Regions from separate parts of the Mus musculus genome. Here region 1 is linked to region 2. A link is a contact called in public targeted proximity ligation data. All regions are on one chromosome and are shown on one strand. The core of a region is the stretch at or near the end of the contact, and the rest is flanking DNA. Distances in the headings are between cores, read along the strand shown.

Region 1 (5,435 bases), core at 1,197-3,696, 100 kb after region 2:
GTTATGAGGGAAGAACTTCATCGTGATCATCTTTTTTTTAAAAAAAATAATTATCTTGTATTTTGTGTGTGTGTGCCTGAGTATATGGATATACACAGCATGTATGTGGGTGACCTTGGAGGGAGAAGAGGGCAGCCGATCTCAGATCTCCAAGAACTGGAGTGATAGAAGGTTGGGCGCTGCCTTGTGCCAGGAATCAAACCCAGATCCTCTCTAAGAATAGCAAGTGTTCTTAAATGCTGAGCCATCTCTCTATCCCCTACTCCATCATCATCCGCTGGAGGGGGTAGCCCTATAGAGTTGCAGTGCTCACTTACTTGTTCCTAGGGGGCACAGGTTGGGTCCCTATAAGTCTCAGGGTCATAACTATCAAATGGCCAATGCGTATGCATAATTCTGTTTGTGCATGTCTGTCTAAAGACACTTTATTTATTATATATTATTGGTTTGTCAGCTTTGAACTTGAAGCAAGAACACTTATAACTCATGCTGAAGTGAGGTGTTTCTTTTTTTCTTTCTTTCTTTCTTTCTTTCTTTCTTTTTTTTTTTTTTTTTTTTCTCGAGACAAGGTTTCTCTGTGTAGCCCTGGCTGTCCTGGAACTCACTCTGTAGACCAGGCTGGCCTCGAACTCAGAAATCCGCCTGCCTCTGCCTCCCAAGTACTGGGATTAAAGGCCTGTGCCACCACTGCCCACCTGAGTGAGGTGTTTCTTTCATACATTTTCTTTGCAAGCCATTCCACAATCTTACTATGTTTACTGTGGCTCTAGGCTTGGGGACCACTTTCAAACGACAAAGTCTCCCACAGGTACATCGACGCAAACAGGCATTTCGCTGAAGAGACTGAATATCTGCTCACTCCGTGACAGCGGAATCAAGCCTTGTTGGACAACGGCCGGGAGGGGACACCTTCCATGAGCCTTGCGCTTTTGGCCAGTCTGCCGCTTTCAAAGTGACTGTAGGAGCATCAGGGTAGACAACTGGGGACCGTAAACGATATTGAGCCACTGAGAACAGACTCTGAGCATAAAGATGGACCGACTGTATTTGCATTGTACAGGCGAGGAAACGGAGATGCCAAAGACAAAGTTGCTCAGGCTCTCAGAGATGCAGAAATCCAAAGTGCACAGCTGCAACTGGAGCCCAGCTGTCAGGCGCCAGGCAAGGGAAGAACAGGGCAGTAAACATCCAAGAAAGTGTTTGAGGAAGCATGGGTTACAGGTTCGGCCCTTCAAACCCTAGCCGTCTCTCTCTCTGACCAGTCCACTTTTGTTTGTTTTGTTTTTAAACTTTCTTTTTCAGTGTTATAGAAAGAACCCAAGAACTCTTGAACGCTAAGTGACCATGTCACTGCTGAGCTACAAAGCTAGCCCTATTTTTATTATTGTTTTTTATTTTAATGACAGGACCTCAAGAATCCTAAGCTGGGTTTAAACCTGTAGACATTATTATCCCACAGCCTACTCCACCTTTGTCCATAGCTCTCCCCTTCCTAGAATGCTCCCCAGACCCGTTCTTTGGCATCTATCACGGCCCTCTCCGGAAAGCCTTCCTTCACCCTACTGCTGTCTTTTCAAGCCACGGAGTAACAGATTCTGTTCTTTGCATCTACTAAGAACCGAGACTTATCTGAAGTGCTAAGGCCTTTGCGAATACAGTTTAATTCTCCCGCCAAAATCGCAAAATGGGTGTTACCCTTTAATCTCCTCGGAACAGAAAGCCAAGCCCTGCCCCCAGACAGTTAGGGTCTCCCCAAGGTCACAGGGCTCTCCAGCGCCGCGCAGTCAGAACGTGGAACCAAGATCCCCTCATTTTCCAAAAGCTGGACTCTAGGGCTCTGCTGCTACACCTGTGATCCCAGCAGAGAGGAGGCAGGAGGATCACAGGATTGAAGCCACTTTGGGGTACTCAGCCAATCCTAGGCTAGCCAGGGATACAGAGTGAGGCAAACAAGCAACAAAAAGCCCTGCTCAGAGCAACTCCACAACCCCATTAGTCTCACGCCCTGAAAAAGGCAACTTCGGAGTGCACACAATAATAAACACGCCCTGCTGCACACGCTATACATCCTGTGTTAATTACGGAAACTCGTCTTTTCCCATCCCCACCGCCAAGGTCCGAAGCCCGCGCAAACACCGCGCGCGCCCTGCACCCAAACGCGCGCGCAACCAGAGCGACTCGGCGCGTGCGCGCTGCGCGTCCCCGGCATAGGGGCGGGCGCGGCCTGCGCTCCGGTGTGCGGCCCGGCGAAGCGCGTACTCACGGCGTGGCGGGTGGCGCCGGCGTTGACTGTGACATGTAGGCCTCGGCGGCCGCAGGTTACGATCGGTTCCCTCCAGCGCGGGTTCCCGACCCAGGCGGAGGCCCGGGACGCCGTCCGGGGCAGCAAGCCCACGGCTGCGCGACCTCCGAACGCCCACATGCTACTCCAGCTCCGCGGCCGCTCCGCCCCGCGCGAGGACTCGGTGGTGCCACCTGGTGGCCGTGCCCCCCCCCCGCCCCCCCCCGCCCCCCCCCCCCCCCGAGCGCCGCGGCTGGGCTCCTGCGCGCAGGTCCAGCACTACAGCCCTGTGCAGACCTTTAACCAGAACCCAGAACCTGCTCTGCGCCAAACTCGCAACGTATCCCTTGGGCAGCACTAGTGTGTAAACACTGACCCCTGCAAGTTTATTCGCTGACAACAATTTTACAGAGTGGTAGTGGGTGATTCTGAAGATACGCTGGTGATCAAAATAGCTTTGCTTAAAAAACAAAACAAAACTAGTTCTAACAGCTAGCTTCAACTGCCCGATCATCTCAAATTCCGCATCTCTTAGGCAATAGAAGTACCAGGCAGCATGAATGGAGGAGGGGCTTCCGTAGCCCCAGGCTCAGCCGAGGAACTATTGGTTGCTGATGGCTATAGGATGAGGGAGGGTGAGTTTTCTTCTGGGATATGGCCTCTGATTGGCTGTCCTAGCTCCATGGGGATGGTCCTACACTGTATACACTGTTAGGGCTAAGTGGAGTCGGTTTAAAAAAAAAAAAATTCAGAGCGGTGGTAGTGTACACCTTTAATCCCAGCACCCGAGAGGCAGAGTCAGGTATATGGAGTTCGAGGCCAGCTTGAGCTACATAGTGAGTTTCAGAACAGCCGGAGCTACATAGTGAGACCTAGTCAAAATAAATAAGTAAATAAACAAATAAACACATAAATAAATAAAAATTTAAAAAGGAACATAAAATTGGGAGGAGGGGTGGGGTGGTTCGGTAGGAGTTGGGAGTGGCAGGTGAGTTTGATCGAAAACACATTGTATACATGTATGGGATTCTGAAACAACAGTAGGAATAAGGAAGTGCCCGGCTGAAGTACCCGAATGCTTCTTGGATGAGGAGTAGTCAGGACTGGTGATTGGTTCTCCTCATAGCTGTTTTTTTTTTTTTCCCCCCCAGCAGCCCCAACAGGTTCCTCACACTCCTGGTAGTTCTCCTGGCTTTTATGTCAGTGTGAGAAGGAGTCTGTGCATTGTCTCGGGTTGCCATTATGACACTGGAGAACTCTGAGCTTCAAGAGTTAAGAGACAGTGTCAGAGGAGTCTTTTGCCTCCAGGGTCTCAAGAAGGATTGAATGACAGCAGCGGTCAGCAGCAAAGCGTTTAAGAACATCCTCCATGTACCACCTGACTTGGGATACTATTGCTTCTGATTTCCCACAAAAAGCCACAAAGGAAAGGGGAAGTTTGTAGTGACTGCTAATGCAACCCTCCCCCTCTCTCTTTCTCTCTCTCCTTCCTTCCTCTCCTTCTCCCTCTCTGACCTGTAGCTAATTTTCAGATATGGAATTGGAAGCCCTGACATATTAAGTGACTCCCCCCTGATTGAAGGGGAGTTAGAACCCTGGCTTCCTGATTTCTGGTCCGAGGGCTCTTACACCCTCTGTCTTAGAAAAGGAGTTTTTCTTAGTTTCAATATCACAGCTCTAACTGGCTCTCTGGGATCATGTGCCCATCCATGGAAGCCAATAGTCTGCAAAACAGTGAGGGCTACGCTACCGGTCAGCATCATGGTCCATTCTGTGCTGCTGTAATGTACTGCCTGAGGCTGGTTAGATTATAAAGAACAGAAATGGATCCTCTGGAGAGGAAGAGAAGAATGCTGTTCCTCACACAACAGAAAGGCCTCCAACAAGCCCTGTGTATAGCAAGGGTTGAGCCCTCATGACCCAGACCCATCCAAAGGCAACATCTTCCAATACTGGTGTGTGTGTGTGTGTGTGTGTGTGTGTGTGTGTGTGTGTGTGTTAAGGGTCTCAAGAAGAATTCATGGAGTTGACAAAAGCATTCAAACCACAGAAGCCAGTACCAGGGAGGGGCACGTTCTGGTGAAGAGGCATGGAAAGTTCCAGTGATAGCTATTCCGGTCGGAAGTGATGTTGCACATATTCCCAAAACAATGACTTCCACGATGGGGGACTGTAAGCCTGTTCATTTACTTATAGATCAGAGAAGTTCAAGGTGTTCCTCCCTAACATCTGCCAAGGACATAGCGCTGTTTACTGAGGAGCTGGGAACAGCTCCTTGTGTCCCAGGAGACTGGTAGCACTCAGTATCCAAACTCTGGCATGCCTCTGATACACTGCTGTGAGCTTAACATAGAATTGACTCATGCCAGGTGGTGGTGGCGGCGCATGCCTTTAATCCCAGCACTCAGGAGGCAGAGGTAGGCAGATCTCTGTGAGTTCGAGGTCAGCCTGGTCTACAGATCGAGTTCCAGAACAGTCAGAATTACACAGAGAACCCCTGTCTCAGAAAACCAAAAACTAAACTAAACCTAAAAAAATAAAAAAATAGAAAATAAAAAACCCCAAAACCCCTACTGATTAATAAAGTGTGTGAATCAGTTAACTGATATGAGTGTTTTTGAGAATAGGTAAGAAACAGCACTAATTTAAATAATAATTGCTAACTATGAAATGTGTGATGCCCAGAAGAGAGGAGGTTGGGCTTATTTGCTGGGCCTGACTTCCAGCAGCATGCCTTGGGGTCCTAGGAGTCAGCATTTGGGAGAGGGCTCTCATCTCTACAAAACCAAAATTATTCTTGGAGATTTATCTGAGGGGTCACAAAGATAGAGGCAGGTGGTGTGGTTGGAACAACATGTTATTTATTTGTGGATTTTGTTGTTGTTGTTGTTTGCTTTTTGAGACAAGGTCTCACTATACAATCCTGACTGACCTGGAACTTGCTCTGTAGACCAGGCTGGCGTCAGACTCACAGAAATTCATCTGCCTCTGCCTCTCAAGTGCTGGGTTTAAATGTGTCTGTCACCACATTCGGCATGTATGGCAAGTGCTCCATCTTTGAGCCCCATCCTCAGCTCTGAGATATCAGCCTTAGAGGGTGGCTTGTATTGATTAAGGAGTTGGCATAGATGTAGCAGCTGTCCCTCAAGGAAGC
Region 2 (5,637 bases), core at 2,194-4,693:
CACCTTTTAGACACCTGATGCAGTTAGAGGCAAAGGTGGACCAAAGACAGGACCTGCCTATAGGAATTACAAACTCTGCTGGACAAAAAAATAAGTAAATAAAAATCAAAGCAAACCTGAAAGGGCAGTGTTGGTATCAGGACCTCCAAAACCCGTGACATCACGGCACAACCGGCACACCTGTTGCCAAGCAACAGCCACCATATTCCCAGAATCCATTCCACCTCCCACCTTTACCTGACTATGTCACCATCCATATATAAAGGTCCCTCTGATCTCTCTCCTCCCCCCTTCTCTCTCTCTCCATCACCACCTTGCCCTTCTCTCTCTCTCAATAAACCTCACATGGAACTGTTTGGCCTGGTGTGGTCCTACTGAGGCTGTGCAAAGATCACAACAAGCAGAAGACACTTTCTGGAGAAAGGTGGTCAAAAAGCCATAGGAAGAGTGAGCTTTAAAAGGGGGAACATAGTCAGTTAACACAGAACTGTGAGGAAGTCAGTCAAGAACTGACTGGGACTGGAGATACAGCTTGGTTGGTAGACTTAGCCAGCACAGGAAGTCCTGAGTTTGACCCCCAGTACAACATAAACGATGTGGTGGCACACTCAGAAGTTGGGGACAGGAGAATTAGATGTCCCCTTTGCTATATACTGAGTTGAAGGCCAGCCTGGGCTATATGACATCATCCCTCTTTCAAAAGAGAAATGAGAAGAAATACAGACTCTGAACCTAATTGCTTCAGATAGACCCACCGCTGAAGTTGGCCAAAATTGTTCCATATCAAAGTTTCATTACTTCCCAAGGTGTCCATTCCTAGTCAGAAGAGATGGAAGTCATCTATGGCCAGGGATAAAGAGCTATTAAATCCTATCCTACTTGACAGAAAGCAGGCATAGTGTAGTAACCGATGTCTATAACCTGGCACTCTTACAGGAGAATTTTGAGTTACAGGTCAGCCTCAACTTCCCTGGGAGGCTCTGCTTCAATGAAAAACAAAACTATAAATACAAACACATAAACTAGTCAGGCCCGTAATCCTAGCTGTTTAGCTGCTTGGAAGGGAGCTGTTCAAGGTCATGACCTACCCAGACTAGCTTGAGCAAATTAGCAAGATCCTATCTCAAGGACCAGGAATGTGGTTCAGTGGTAGAATTCCTGCCTAGCATGTAGGAGGCCATGTGTAATCATCAGTATAGACAAAACTAAAGGGGGGGGGGTGTCTTAGTCAGGGTTTCTATTCCTGCACAAACATCATGACCAAGAAACAAGTTGGGGAGGAAAGGGTTTATTCAGCTTACACTTCCACATTGCTGTTCATCACCCAGGAAGTCAGGACTGGAACTCAAGCAGGTCAGGAAGCAGGAGCTGATGCAGAGGCCATGGAGGAATGTTACTTACTGGCTTGCTTCCCCTGGCTTGCTCAGCCTGCTCTCTTATAGAACCCAAGACTACCAGCCCAGGGATGGTCCCACCCACAAGGGGCCTTTCCCCCTTGATCACTAATTGAGAAAATGCCTTACAGCTGGATCTCATGGAGGCATTTCCTCAACTGAAGCTCCTTTCTCTGTGATAACTCCAGCTGTGTCAAGTTGACACAAAACTAGCCAGTACAGAAGGGTTAACTACAATATGAGAAAATTTATATAGCAAGAATAATAATGACAATGTTAATAAACTGTCAAGGGGCCGGGCAAGGGTGATGCAGGCCTTTAATCCCAGCGTTCAAGAGGCAGAGGCAGGCAGATTTCTGTGAGTTTGAGGCCAGGCTGGTCTACAGAGTGAATTCCAGAACAGCCAGGGCTACACAGGGAAACTATGTCTTGAGAAACAAACAAACAAAAATCTGTCAATGAGAATGAACACAAGTTTTATCTAACCTATGATCACATTAATAAAGCATGAAAAATATGTAAGAAAAAGAAAGTATACTTGGAAAATGTTTTGATGACAGCATTATGAATAGAGTTTTCCTCTTAAAATTACAGTCAATGGGGGCTGGCGAGATGGCTCAGCAGGTAAGAGCACTGACTGCTCTTCCAGAGGTCCTGAGTTCAAATCCCACAACCACATGGTGGCTCACAACCATCCGTAATGAGATCTGATGCTCTCTTCTGGTGTGTCTAAAGACAACTACAGCATACTTATTCATAACAATAAATAAATCTTTTTTTTTTAATTACAGACAATGCTTCTGTAGTTTGTAAATTATGACTTATTAAGTCTCTGAAATAGATTAGTTAAAATAAATCTGTGTCAGCACACTGGAAGTAGAATGGATCTCTTGAGTTGCAGGACAGCCTGGTCTCCATGGTGAGCTTCAAGTCAGACAGGGCTACAAAGTAAGACCCCATCTCAAATAAATAAATAAAATAAAATAAAATAACTCAAACAAACATAACAAACTTAATGCACTTAGTCAGATTTCCTATGGAATGTTAAGATTTTTCTCACCAGCAGAGAGAGAGGGTTCTAAGAAAGAAACCAGATCATACTAGCTGAAGTAGAAAAGTCTCCAGTTCAAAGTCGGCCTGAACTATACAGCCAGTTCTAGGAAAACCTAAACAGAAAAAGGGGGGTGAGGTGGGGTTAAAGTGCTTGCCTAGTTTGTATCAGCATCTAGCCCAGTAATGAAAGAAAAAGTAAGTTAAGATTTGAGATCTATATGCAGAGATATTCTGTACCACACACACATACAGAGAATATATTTATATACATATGTATCTATGTGTGTATATACTTACAACATGGTTACCTAGTTTCTTCAGTTGGAAACAATGTAAACTCACACTGAAAAGTCTCTAGGCTGCTCTCTGCACCTAAGGCAGATTGGAATCATACAGACCCACCCCTCCCACAAACATTTTTTAAATGCCTACCCTATCCCCTAGGGTAGGCAGAGAGAGATAAGGACAACTTATAACAGAAAGCTGCCTACAGTATGATGAAGAGAAAGATAAACACACAAAAGATGACAAATGACAGAGTCAAAAGAATTGCCCAAGCAGCAACTAAAGCCCCATATGATCCCTGACACTTCTCAAGAGAATGGCAAACCTCTCTTCCCTCCCTGGGGAACACATCTTCTCTCCTGGCTTCTGCACCCTCCTCACTCCAAACACTAGCCTTTCAGGACAGATTCTACTGCGCCACCCTGCTGCACTCCCCATCCCCTAAAGTTACTTGGGAGTGGGGTGGGGCATCTCCACTTTACTCATTCCTTGTTAGCTGTCACATATTGGTCCTTTTACTCGAAACAGTGGTTAAACTACCCATCTTTGATTCATTTTGTTTTCTTTTGTGGAGAATGGAGACAGGTGATTGGCTATCTAGCTTTCTAAATCCTACATTCCTAAAGAACTGTTTACTTGAACAGTGGAACTTGTAGTTCTTGCCTAACCTGTCCGCCCTGATAGAATAATGACTTATTTCCTCCTCTCCCATCTCCACGGTGCTAGAGACAGAACCTGGGGCCTCACAAGCACATTCCTAACAGACATATACCCGACCTGAGCTACATCCTCAGGCGTTAGAACTTTGAGGTCCTCATTCGAATCAACGTCAGAGATGAACAGAGATGGGCACAACCCCAGCACAAAGAATCATGAAGTAACCCCGTATTTCTGCAAATATGAGCAAGATATAACATGTGTGTGTGTGTGTGTCAATGAAATCCAGTTTTTTTGCACACGAGCTAGAAATTTAAAAATAGAGATGGAGAATCAAGAAAGTAAACAAACTAAAAAATTATAATCCATGATAAATACCAAGAGAAAGCCAGAGGAAGGGAGACGATCTAATTCCCAAAGTGAAGCCGTTATGTCATACATAATGGCCTAAATTCAACAAAAAATTACACGGTATATGGCTGGAAAATACTTGTTGGTTATATTTTAATTGATGTAGTCTGTTGTGATTTCACACCTGTTAGAAAATATGCTCAGTAGGACTTCAGCTTATATATCATGACTAGAGTTAAAAAGAAACTCAAAACTTTTCAGATTTTATAGATTTTATTTTTATTCTGTGTGTGAGAGAGAGAGACAGAGAGAGACAGAGACAGAAAGACAAGAGAGGCAGAGAGACAGACAGAGAGAGCCGGACAGAGAGACAACAGACATGAATGCAGTGCCCTCAGAGGCCAGAAAAGGGCATCAGATCCCCTGGGGCTGAAGTTAAATGTGGCAGTGAGCCCTCTGATATATCCTCTGTTAAGAGTAATACATGCTTTTAACTGCTGAGCCCCCAAACCTTGTGATTTAAAAAAATTACTCCTAGTGTCTAAAAATAAAGCATATTATCTATTAAGCGGTGAAAACTTCTGTCTATGGGCTAGAGAGATGTCTCAGTGATGAATAGTACTTGGTGCTCCTGTAGAGGACCTAAGTTCAACTCCCACAACCCACATGGCAACTCACAACCATCCAGAACTGCAGTGGACCTGATACCCTCTTCTGCCCCCCAAAGACGGGCACATAGTAGTACACTTAGATACATACATGTAGGCAAAACACTCATATGCATAAACTAAGATGAATACATTCTTTTTTAAACTTAAGAGAGAGAGAGCTGGAGAGGCAGCTCAGCAGTTAACTAGCACTGGCTGCTCTTCCAGGGGTCCTGAGTTCAATTCCCAGCAACCACACGGTGGCTCACAACCATCTGTAATGGGATCTGATGCCCTTTACAGGCGTTGACACAGACAGAGCAAAGAAAGAAAGAAAGAAAGAAAGAAAGAAAGAGAGAGAGAGAGAGAGAGAGAGAGAGAGAGAGAGAGAGAGAGAAAGAAAGAGAGAGAGAGAGAGAGAGAGAGAGAGAAAGAAAGAGGGGAGAGGGAGGGAGAGAGAGAGAAAGCAAGCAAGCAAGCATGTTGAAGAACATTTAAATAAATAAATAACATGTTGAAGAAACTCCAAAAATATCATCAAACGAGTAAAGATGGGAATCACCCACAGACAGTTTTACGGAAGTGAGTTTCCAAAAATACTTTGGGAATTAATAACAATCAAAAGGGAAAACATTATGAGATCATCTTTTATTTTTATTTTTGAGATTACGTGTTTTTATTGTGGAATATCTCGAAACCTGCCTCTTCGGTGCCTGCCCTGGACCCAGCCTCACTGTCTCCCCTCCCCTCCAGTTCCCCTGGAAGCCAAGAGGATCTTTGTCTTGGGAAAGGGAGATCCTGCTGGTTTTCTTGTTTAAAGACCTGAGAGGTCACCAAGCACTCATAAAGTCACCAGTCTAAACTTAGATTTAGAAGTGGGACCCTTGGGAGCTGACGAGGTGGCTCCCTGGATAAAGTGCCTGCCACACAAGCAGAAAGACAGAGCCCTGGTACCCACGTACGTGTCAATCCCGGCACAGACGTGAGGAGGGGATGCCCGGACAAGCTAGCTAACTAGGCAAAGTCAGCAAGCTGTGAGCCCAGTAAGAAACAGCTCAGTAAATAAGGTAGAAAGTAATCCAGGAGGAAACCTGACATCAACCTCTGTCCCTACACCACACACACACACACACACACACACACACACACACACACACACACACGTCTGCATACATCATACACATACAAATTCACACATGGACATGCAAAATAAATAAATAAATAAATAAATAAAGTGGTATCCTCATAAT

The links.
Region 1: a targeted proximity ligation map of trophoblast stem cells shows a contact between it and region 2, with 17 read pairs. A contact is called at or near these places in 2 of 39 promoter capture datasets (embryonic stem cells and neural stem cells), 41 of 484 Hi-C or Micro-C datasets (the 3T3-L1 cell line, CD8 T cells, the CH12 cell line and 34 more), 27 of 130 datasets of targeted methods (the NIH/3T3 cell line, astrocytes, bone marrow-derived macrophages and 21 more) and 3 of 9 other capture datasets (adipose tissue, liver and pancreatic islet).

Annotation. Positions count from the first base shown.
Region 1 is chr19:24,278,144-24,283,578 of GRCm38.p6, forward strand. It overlaps Fxn (frataxin), which reads right to left and starts at 2,447. Exons shown (of 5, transcript NM_008044.3): 1 at 2,264-2,447. The coding sequence starts at 2,422.
Region 2 is chr19:24,177,183-24,182,819 of GRCm38.p6, forward strand. The region is part of intron 2 of Tjp2 (tight junction protein 2); the gene reads right to left. Among named protein-coding and RNA genes, the nearest start is that of Tjp2, 45 kb to the right of the region's middle.